Linked DNA regions of Danio rerio: region 2 is linked to region 1. Evidence: chromatin contacts called from public Micro-C data. All regions are on one chromosome and are shown on one strand. Each heading gives the region's core, a stretch centred on a gene start, on an enhancer-like site or on the middle of the called end of the contact. The rest is flanking DNA. Distances are from core to core; before and after follow the strand shown.

The links. Hi-C and Micro-C count contacts between places; a contact is called where the count stands out from the background.
Region 2: a contact with region 1 is called in a Micro-C map of caudal fin, with 6 times the contacts expected there. The contact joins the promoter of elfn2b here to the enhancer-like site in region 1. A contact is called at or near these places in 7 of 18 Hi-C or Micro-C datasets (caudal fin, embryo, hematopoietic stem cells and 2 more) and 1 of 4 datasets of contacts at active chromatin or transcription factors (caudal fin).

Annotation. Positions count from the first base shown.
Region 1 is chr3:32,311,163-32,316,929 of GRCz12tu, reverse strand. No RefSeq gene overlaps it. Among named protein-coding and RNA genes, the nearest start is that of sgsm3, 15 kb to the right of the region's middle. Within about 2 kb of position 2,814, at least 3 of the 62 cell types and tissues checked have an H3K27ac peak or open chromatin away from gene starts, as enhancers often do.
Region 2 is chr3:32,547,775-32,553,685 of GRCz12tu, reverse strand. It overlaps elfn2b (extracellular leucine-rich repeat and fibronectin type III domain containing 2b), which reads left to right and starts at 3,374. Exons shown (of 4, transcript XM_068219140.2): 1 at 3,374-3,449.

The DNA of each region.
Region 1 (5,767 bases), core at 1,565-4,064:
TTTCCTCCCACCGTCCAAAAACATAAACTATAGCCAATCGACTAAAACAAATTATCACCCAATACAACCTGAGTTTACACTTCTCACGGTGACAAGCAGGGGAGTTCTCGAGACCTACCTGACCTCGAATTCCCCTCTCGCCCTTCTAACAGGAGGGAGCCCCGGGCTCGAGGATATTACAAGCTCAGGGCTCTCTCCCTGGACAGCATGCCAAATATGCTTTATTGATTATCAGCTAAGTGTGAACTCTTGAAAGGCTGTATAGAAGTGTCTTGAAAAACATCTAGTCAAATATTATTTACTGTCATCATGGCAAAGATAAAATTAATCAGTTATTAGTGATACGTTTTTAAAACATTTTTAAACATAATAGTTTTAAAAACGTATCTCTAATAACTGATTAATTTTATCTTTGCCATGATGACAGTAAATAATATTTGACTAGATGTTTATTTGACAGAATGTTGACAAAATAGAACATTCAATAACAATACCTTTTGCAAGAATTAACTGACAGATTTTTTTCACTTAATTTTTCTTTCTATTAGACTAATATTGTAAGTATATTTATTTCTTACAGATCTGTCTTTTCCCAGATAGCTACCCAGCAGTCCATTCCCTCAATTACTTCATATCCATATCAGTCCATCTCTATGAGCTGGCATGAGCCCAACAGTAACTACCTTACAGCCGAGATCAAAATATCTTTCTTTTTCCTTATTATAAAACTATTAACAACTTAAGTTAAAATATCTTTCACTCACAGAAACTACATTTATCATCTCTGTACCTGGAGACATGCTTAACTGTTAAATCTTTCATTCAGCATCATTCATAGACTTCATTTGTCACTAGCTATTGATTTGCTGTTCCAAGACATCCTGCTCTCTTGTCTCTGCTGCATCACTCACTTGTGTCAGAAGGGTCTTGTATTAATATTGTCATAGGTTGCATACAAATGAACCAAATAAGCCAAGATTTATTCAAGACTTTAGGAGGCTCTTGCTTGTCACCTGTAAAGTTTAAGGATATTGATCTTGAATTTAAAAATACTTTTAAAATTAACTTTCTCTAGGAATACATTTTGATTATCTTATCTTGTACCCCAGATAAACACTATTACACAAAAGTAAAGTGCTGTGTTCCCCCATGAGTACTGGTGTTCTTTCACAAAACTTTGCTTTTTTTCACACTGTGAAACAAGAGAAGATAAGAATAATCAAAACATTCTTATTAACTTAAAACATTTAAGTAAACAAACAGTTTTTTACACTTAAATAAATCATTGGTGTAACCTAATTTAATTAAACTATTTATGTTTAATCAATTTTGCTTGAATAATCATGTGAAGACAACTTACTTTTGTGAAGCCATTACAATTCTGTTGCTTAATGTCTGTTAATTATTGCAGTTTAAACTGCAACTGCTTTAATAAAGCCTAGTAGATTGACATTATGTATGATGAAACGACAAGCAGCATTGTTGTAAAAGAATCTGCCAACATCCAAAGATTAAGTGCTATTTTTCTGGAAAGTGGTAACCTCAAAACTCAAAACATTACATGACACTCTTTTAAATCTTTAAATCAAGTGAAAATTAGACCTGAATGTGTCTTTCTCTTATATTATAACACCCAAGATTACTTCACTAATTAAAAGGCTATTTGTGCTTGTTTACATAAACATCACATTATTTCAGATATTTTATGGTTAATGTGTTAGTTAGCAATAAAAAGACCATAATATATTAGTTGTAACATAAAAAAAGTATTCAGACCCCCTCAAAAAATTTCACCTCTTATCATATTGCAGCCATTTGCCAAAATCATTTTTTTTCCTCATTAATGTAAACACAGCCCTGTATATTGACAGAAAAACACAAAATTGTTGACATTTTTGCATTTTTATTAAAAAAGTAAAACTCCAACTAGTACTATAATGCCATGCAAAAATATATAAATTCTGCCTATAGTCAAATATTGTGTTCATATAGAATTTCTTCAGTCAAAAACACTGGAATATGATTATTGTTTAAATCAAATTTACTCTATTTTTATTTCAGTTTTCGGATTTACAGACACAAAATAGTTGTCTTCTGTCATAAAAGCATTGCTTTCTCCTGTGAAACTTTGCTTTCTCTCACAAAAGTGCTATTACCCCCCATAAAACTTGCATTCTCTTGTGAAACTTTTTGTTCTTTTCTAAAAGAGTCACATGCTCTAAAAGAAAGTTTGCATTCTCTCAATAAACATTTTTGTTTCCCCATTTACACAAAATTTATGGGAAGAGAGTATTTCCTGTTGTTTACTATTAAGACATTATTTAACACCAAAAAAGATCTCTAAACCCATTTTACACTTGTATTGTAACCTTATCATCTGTAGCTCTGCTTGTTTACAATGTAATTTTTGCTGTTTTATGCTTTGCATCTTACATTAAGAAAATAATCTCTTGCGCTTGTGTAGTTTAATTTGTGCATCGTATTTCCAGTCCCATCTGCACTTTTATTGGACTCTTATCTCGAGCTAATTTGCTTTGAGTAAATCTAGATTTGTGTTCTCTTGCATTCTTTCACAAAAGTGTTACTTTCCAGTAAATTATTAAATTGCATTCTCTCCTGAAACTTTGTATCTTTCACAAAAGCGTTGCGTGCCCCCATCAATCTTTGCATCCTCTTACAACACAGTTGTGTTCTTTCATATCGCATTCACCCTAGAAAATCTACATTGGAACATATGTTTTCCCTCTATGTCATTTGGTTTGACCTTGCATAAACATGTCCCTGTAAGGCTTTGTACCGTTAAATTTATGGGCTGTCCTCTCTGTGTTTTGAAACTTCCCCACATAAGGAAACGCAGCTGAAACCTCTTGAAATATCTTCTTTTGTGTTTCACACAAAAGAAGAATGTCATACAGGTTTGGAATGACATTAAGTTGAAAAAACAATGACAGAATTTCCCCCTCTTTTCATGATGTATTCCTTCAACTAAAGCTGGAGATTTTAAAAAATCATTATCTTGTCCTTCCATGCAAAAACAGGGCTCCAGTTAACACATTACTCAAGCTCGCTGGAATTAGAAAGCTCAAGGCTATCGCCAAACATCGTGCTTATTTCTCATTGTCAGATCTCTGCTGTCATATTTGACCCAATGGAGAGTAACTAGTAAGGCTGATTCATAGAGTATAAAAGGGTAGACATCAGCCTTTGTGTTGTTTGGATAGTACGAAGGCGGCACAGACGCTGAACTCTTGCCCTGCTCCTTAAGGACTGGAAATCCAGCTTTGCCTTCAGAATCCCAGAAGAGAAAATGTTATTTTCAATTTCTTTGCGTCACAGTTGAACAGATGGAGTCAGGACAAATGTAATCTGTTGAAGGTTGACGGATTAAGGATTGTCCAAGCCTGTCATATTTCTTCATAGGATGGTCAAGTACAAAGAATGTAGTTTCTGAGATTTTACCTTCTGATGTAATCACCCACTCTGTACACCTATAGTGACCAGTTTATACATCATTAAACCCCCAAACATACTTATGCGGTTTATGAAGACCAATCATAGGAATAATATACTCTGTACTGTCAAAAAAAACACTTAATAAGGCTTTTACCTAAACCTAACGCTAAGCCTAAACCTCACAGAAAACCTGTGGCAAAGTTTGAATGTCAAAAGACCCTGTTAAGTGTGGTAACTGTTAAAGGTGCTTTATGTAAGCTTTTGACTTTTCTAAAGCATAAGAATACCATGATATGTTTACAGCTTTTAAGAAACAGCTAAGTGAACGTTCTTGTTAATCTGAAATACAATGCTGAAGTCAGATATTCTTCTTTGAAAATGTGCTTTACGTGCTGAAATATCTGTCTTTGTTTTGGTCACTTTAACCCGCTTAATGCCAGTTTAGCCTACTATATTTTAGCACCTTGGGTTGCCTTGGTGGAAAACAGTGTATTTCATTTATTCAGTTATGAAGGCTCTCAAAGTATGCGTCTGGGACCAAAATGTGAACTCCGGTGGACACTGACAGTAGCAAACTCTGAAATAAGACGCAGATTCAGAGTTCCACATGAGATGGTTATTATTTAGCAAATAATCTAAATATTATGAACGTAAACAGGTGAGCAGGTTACTTGAGGCGATTTGCAGTGATAAGCAGTTTAGCTGTTTGCACCAGATGAAATACAACAGAAATTTAAATACAGCCATTCAGAAGCACAGAATAGTGCACTTACTGCACTCCAATGAAATGGTGAGGTTTAAAATCTGATTAATACATAGTAAACCTCTTTAACATTATTAAATGTACATGCTGAATCACTGATGTTTGTTGGTTCAGCTGCAAGAAATAGAAGCCATTTCTAATATATATATTTCAGGTGATGATTAAAACAAAAACTAATTTTAATATGGAAAATAATCAGTCTATTAAGTAATGTTGCTTTTATTTACAACACAATTTAAATCGGCCTTAAATCAGCCTTTAGACTCGATCCTCAGGCACACACTGCTGTTTGTCTCGAAAATCTGGCAACCTGCAATTGTGTGCATTTTGAACAAAGAGTGCAATACCTAGTTGAACCACTGGGTGTCAAACTTACTAACTACACCTTTAAGCTTTTTGAATTTCAAAGTCCTCATAAACCACCTTAACAATATAACCGGTGTATCAAACCCATTTCATTACACAAATATGTCCTTGTAAACCACATAAACAAATAGACAAACACACAAGCACAGAGACTGCAGTTGCAGATTTCTGAAACCTGTAATGTAATGTATTCAGTAGATATATTAAATGCTCCCTCAAGCACGCACTGACACAAACATAGTTATTTTCACAGGTATAATAAAGGAGTTCACGGCATGAACTGTGGATCCTGTAGATTCTATGGCACTTCCTCTCTCAAGCCTTTTAAATGCCTGAGCTTGACTGTCAGAGTGAATAGCGATGATTAGCATATGTGCAGAGACACACACACAGATGAATGAGCGCATCAGCAGAGCTCTTTTACAAGCAACTGTATAATCTGACCTGTGCAACAAAAAGAGACAAAGACAGACTGTTGGAAAACTAGTATTCTTTGTTGTTCTTTATGTACCCTGTTTACAATGATTTTATAGTAATTAATTGTTTAAAATTATTTAACATGGATGAAATTTGATTAGAAACAGAATGAACAAATTAAACACATTTAATTGGAATTTTTCTTATTATTAATATTTATTTGTTTATTATTACAATGAAGTAAATAAAGAAATATTAATAAAATACAAATAAATTTTTAACTATTTATTAATAATAATTTCAATTAGAATACCAATTTATAATTATTTTAATTATTATTTTATAAAATACAAAACTAATATTTATAGATTATTCATTTATTTATTTACGTATTTTAGCTCTTATTACATTAATTTTCTTGTCGGCTTAGTCCCTTTATTAATCCGGGGTCGCCACAGCAGAATGAACCGCCAACTTATCCAGCAAGTTTTTACATATACATACATGTAATTTTATATATATAATTACAGTTTCAGAATCATATAATTTGTACAAATTTTATTCTAAGGAATTTAAATAATATATATTAGGGATTTAAATATAATAGCATATGTTATTATTATGATCTGCTTCAGTATTTCACAGTACAGTTGTCACTATCAAAATGAAAGTCAAAGTTATGATATACTATAGTTCATGTAGTAGGCTCTGACTGCACATTTTGATTAATTTAGTAGGTCACCCATAGAGCTTGATTATGGGCAGTCC
Region 2 (5,911 bases), core at 2,125-4,624, 240 kb before region 1:
AGTGTGAGCAAATGTGTTGTTTTGAGCTTGAAATGTTCTCATGTTGGAGGGTTTCTACAAGTCAGCACTCTCAAGGATCACTTCATAGTGCATCCAAACTCTCCCTGTCTCTTATTTTATTGATCTTATGTTGTGCATATGGGCACCAGCAAATGAATGTTTCTTAAACTGATTTAAGACAAATTGAATCATTTAAAGTGAGTTTTTTTTCACCCAAATGTCTGTTTATCCTCATGTTTGTAAAAAAAACTGTTCTTTACTGGTTCATTTTCTTTATTTATTAACAATTGCTAACAATTGCTGCATTTCTTTGTTTATAAATTAAAATTTAGATGGTTTATTCCACTATGGCGACCTCTGAAATAGAGACTAAGACAAAAGAAATTGAATGAATAATTAAAATAAATAATTCCTTAATTTCATTCATCTTATTTTCGGCTTAGTCCCTTTATTGATGTAGGGTTGCCACAGTGGAATTAACCACCAACTTATCCTGGATATGTTTTATCTTGCGAATGCCCTTTCAGCCGCAACCCAGTTCTGGGAGACACCCATACACTTTCTTCACACTCATTCACTACGGACTATTTTGCTTAGAAGGCTCGAACCCACGGCCTTATTCCTGTGAGGTTACAGTTCTAACCACCGCGCCGCCCTGAATTAAATTATATCTTTAAACATTACAATTTCATTATAAAAAGTTTCTTTATGGTGAAAAAGTTATTATGATTATTAAAATGCCACTCACTAAAATAAAAATAAATAAATACATTATTTATTGCAACACAGGCTCATTGGAAATATGTGCTTGTGCCTACATTTTTAGGTATTGCAGTTTATGGGTAAAATGAACACTACGGAGCAGTGTGATGCCAACAGTTTTTGTTCCTCATCACGCTAATGATATTTACAGGGACATGTTATCAACAAATAAATAATTATTATTATGGAGTTCTTTGCACAACACCAAATAAGTACCACAAATGTACTATGATTTGTAATTGAATATGTTTGCTTCACACAACTTTTCTGGTATGGTCAATTTGCTCACTTGTGTTTAGGTCAGTTGATGGGAGAAAAAACATTTTTCAAAGCTTTGAAACAAATGAACCAATTGCTTCGCAAAATAGCGTTCAAGCACGTGCTAGGGACACCTGCTGGTCAAAATCCTGTACATATATATAAAAAAAATTCTCGATAATAAGCATTATTTCATAATTTTATATGAATATATATATATATATATATATATATATATATATATATATATATATATATATATATATATATATATATATATATATACACACACACACACACACACACGGTGGGCTCTGCTAAAGAAAGGTTTAATAACTATTATTAACTACTGTATTGATCTTTTCATTTACTCATAAAAGTGATCGGAGATCTGAGTGATTCATGTGGACTTTATGGTATTACACATCATCTTCAAGCGAAGAATCATAAAAGTTTCAAAAGTTTAAAAACAATTGTGGTGTAACAAAGCCCTATTTTGATACACACTCCAAAACTCATAAAGGTTATAAAGCTTTATGAAGCTGTGGTTTAAAAGCAGCCATCATACAGAGAAAAACTATTCCACAAAACAGTCAACTTACATTTCGTTTGACTGAAAGGGCCATTAAATAATCTATACACTAAAAAATAAGTTGAAACGTAGTTCCCTAATTTTAATTAGTTAAGGTAACATAGTAAAGTATTGTCACAAAATATTTATTATATAATTTGTTTGATAGTATTGCAAAAGTTCCATTTAATTTTTTTTTATTTTTGGCAGCATCTGTAAACAGTTAATTAAAAATAATCCAACAAGACTTTTTTTTATAGTTTATAGTTTTTTTATTATAGTTTTTTTTATTATAGACTTTATTATAGTTTATAGCTTTTTTATAGTTAAAAATCTGTAATTTTACTGTTTATTTCCGGCAGCTGGGGTGCCAGAAAAAGGTAAAATAATGGTCATTAAATTCCAGAAATTTCCTTAAATTTAAATTTCTGTTAAATTTCTGTTGTTCAACCTCTGTTATTTTACAGTTAATTTCTGTAATTTAATGGTGTTATTTGTTTTTTTCTGGCACCCCAGCTGCCGGAAATAAACCGTAAAATTATCAAAAATTTTAACAGTGTATTATGTGTCTGACAGCTTTCGATGTATTTAATGTTTTGTCATTTAACTTAACACAAATACAGTAATCAAAATATGTTCATCAGCATATTAATTTGGAATTTCACCCTTAGCAGACCTGTTGCACATCTCACATTTCATCAAGAGGATTTTTAACCAGAATATGTACTTATAACTGTAAAACCAATGCTTTTTCTTGGATGATGTATCAGTAAAGTATGCTTATATTTGTCAGATTTCTAACAGCTTAAATTTTGAACATCAAACCAAAATAGCATGTTTCAGAAGATTTATAGTTGATTTAACCCCAATTTAAGAAGTTTTTGTAATTTTCCATCTATTTGAAGAGGTGCCATTTAAAGTTGCTTCAAAGGTTTTCTTACAAGTGCCAAAAAAAACTTTCCTTTATGTTATTATGGTTAATGGATAAACTGTTCACAGTGTTTAGAGACACATGTTTCTGAGACATCTGATCAAAATTGAAAGGGTGTACTGTAAAATGTTATGGTTAAGCTCAGCTTAAACTTAAGATTAGTTTTCCGTTTTATGTGTTTTCATGATAAGTTCTTTAAAGAAATATTTTTTTTCTTATTGTAAAAAACATTAATAGTAAAAAGAAAGTTTTTTTTTTTCAAAAAGTGAAATGAAAATGTATTTATTGTTCTTTATTGCCATTGATGGTTAAATAAACATAATTTAACATTAATCAACCACTTAAACTTTTAATTATACAAACTATTATTTGTGGTGGAAAATGTTCTTTATGAGAATTGTTCGTTAAAAGTATTTTCTTTTTTCAAGAGTGTAATTCTTTAGATGTTTTCACTGGTCAAGAAATCTGAAGAATCTTAAATTGTGCCTCGACCATCTCTGCAATTATTGTTAGGTGCCAGTATTTAAAGTCGGAACAGAACTGTCCATTAACATGAAGTGAGTAGGCGGATACCTTGCTATATTTGATGAATAGCTGCATGAATGAGAAAAAAAACATGCTTTTGACTAAATGCGATGGCATCTGCTCGTAACACACCGGGGTAGCTTCACATTGCGGTTGAGATCACGCAGGAGTGGCATCATCCCAGAGTGGTGTGGAGATGTAGAGAGAGGTCTACCCCGATCTTCTCTCTCTTACTCCCCCCTCCCATCTCTCTCTCTCTCTCTCTCTCTCTCTCTCTCTCTCTCTCTCTCTCTCTCTCTCTCTCTCTCTCTCTCTCTGTATCTCTCACTGATCCCACAGTGTAGTAAAGCGGATAGGCAGCTAAACAAACCGCGGAATCTTTCCGAGAAGACACCGACAGAGGTAAGAAACTTTTTCTGTAATTATATCTTAAATGTTTACAGTAGTCAATATCAATGATGCCTTGGCGCGATAGATGGACCAGCTTGTTCTACACACAGTATCGTAGATCATGCATCGTGGTTGCCCAGACTGCGCAGTGCTCAGATGAAAAGCCACCTGCACGCGCCGCGACTCACGCGCTCTCCGGAAATCATGTAGAAGCCCCTATAACGCATTTGCGCGTCTCTGGCGCAGCGCGCTTTCTGACAGAATCCATGCGTCTCAAAGCATGTGCGTTTCAAAGCAATCTTTGAAGCTGAAAATGCAGATTTGATGTGAGAGTGTTACTTGTGCATGGTGCCAAATGAATGCTCCTACATCTTCTTACAAGGCTGTAGTTCACTGGGAGCTGGTCTTAATCTATGGGCATGTAATAATCATGCAGGGCGACTGCGGGAGATGCACTTAGCGCGCACCGTTAGATCGCCGCTGACAGATGTGCGGAGAGGATTTGGTATTAATATACCATGGCGGGTTTTTGTTGGCGAGCTACGTGACACGGTTTCGGCATCCAGACGACGGAAGAAGCTTGTTCCCTCGGTATTTCATAACTTTGACTAGACTCGTGTTATTCGTGCGTATGTTTGTCAGAAAGCATTGCGTCTGCACGCACAGTGTGCTGGAATTACATTCACAGCTCAGAGGATGTGCGTGTTAGGGTGTGAGAGATTCTGAATTATGATTAGTGCTTTAAAAATGCGTTGACAAATAAATGTGACACAGGTTTTCATTACACTGCATTGTTTAGTCACAGTTTCTAGCATAACCTGTTGGACTTTTGTAGCTGTCTGTTTTTAATCAAAAATGTTTCACACTGAGAGAAAGAGAAAGAATAAGACGTTTATAATAAATTTCACAGGTAAAAGCATACAATGACCAAACTGTTTTAGTATTATTTACTAAAGATCTAAAATGTCATTCAGTGTACCAATAATTTATATAATAAAAAGCCCTGTCAGGGATAAAAGATCAGGAATCACCTGATGACATACTAAATTAGTACATTTAAGGATTACAGTTCAGCCCCAAACACGAACTAATTGTCGCATTAAATTCACTTGGCCGATATCTTTGAACCCATGGGTTTACCCTTCTATGACTTTTAATAAGTACAAATGAGAAATTGTTTGTTGTTTCATTTTAATGTAAATGTATCTGCTGAATTAAATGTTGATGGAACATTTGAAATAATGTACAGGCCCGTAGCCAACCTGGCGTAAGAGGTGGTTCTTTTTTTCTCAGAATGTGGACCTTTTTGCAGTTATTCGCCTTATTTTCTATTTAATAACGGTATTTACATACTGCATTTTAGTGACTATTTAGGCACAACTTTAATTCAAATAAATTTTAATATGGGCCACTTTTGGTGCTTTGCATCGCTTTATCAGTATTTTTTGTTTCAAGAAAACAAGATTTACAATAAAAGTTTCTTGTAAAATTTTTTCTTCATTTAAAAACAATACAGTTAAAGATGACGTCACTTACATCTGATTGTATGTTTTCTTGCACAGCTGGATGTTGAACTCATGAAAAATCATAGTTTGCATTGGCCAAAACTGATTAGCTGTAGTCACAATGATGTGACGTTCAACAGATGATTTGACTTGGTCTTAAAGCTTTTTTCAACAGGTTTTGTCAGTTTAGTGGCTAATTCAGTTGTACGAAATTTTATGATTTTTAAAAAGGAGGTGTGGCACCTAACCAAACCCCTAAACCCAAATCACACTAAATTGTACGAGTTAGATCTTACAAAATAATTAGCCACCAAATAAAAAAGTTACGAATTGACGTGAGATTGTGTTGGTTATTTTCACAATTTATGATGGAGCAGCAGTCCAAATGGGACAACTGGGCTCATGTATAGGACTCATTCTGGACCTTTGTTGTTGAGGGGTGAGAACCACCTGAACTCCCCCCCCCCACTCCCCTTGACTACAGGCCTGGATTAATAAACCCTCCACCGGTGTATGTTTTTTTAGAATAGGGTAATATCTGGCCATTTCTGTAATCCAATGGGTAAAAAAATCTAAATATTGAGACCATTGTCTTTACAGTTGTCCAATTAAGTTAGTAGAAATGGATATTACTAATAAAAAAAATAATCTTTGATATATTTATGGTACAAAATTTACCAAATATATTCATGCAACATGATCTTTACTTATTGTAATAATTTTTAGCATACACGAAAAAAATGATAATTTTGACATATGTTAGTTAGTTACCTAACTTTATTTGTTCCCATAGGAAATTTTATTTGCAGCATACAATCACAGAGACTTCTGACATTTCACATTTTGCATGTACAGTTTAAGTCAGAATTATTTGCCCGCCTTTTTATTTTTTGTCTTTTATTTCCCAAATGATGTTTAACAGAGCAATGAAATTTTCACAGTATGTCTGATAATATTTTTTCTTCTGGG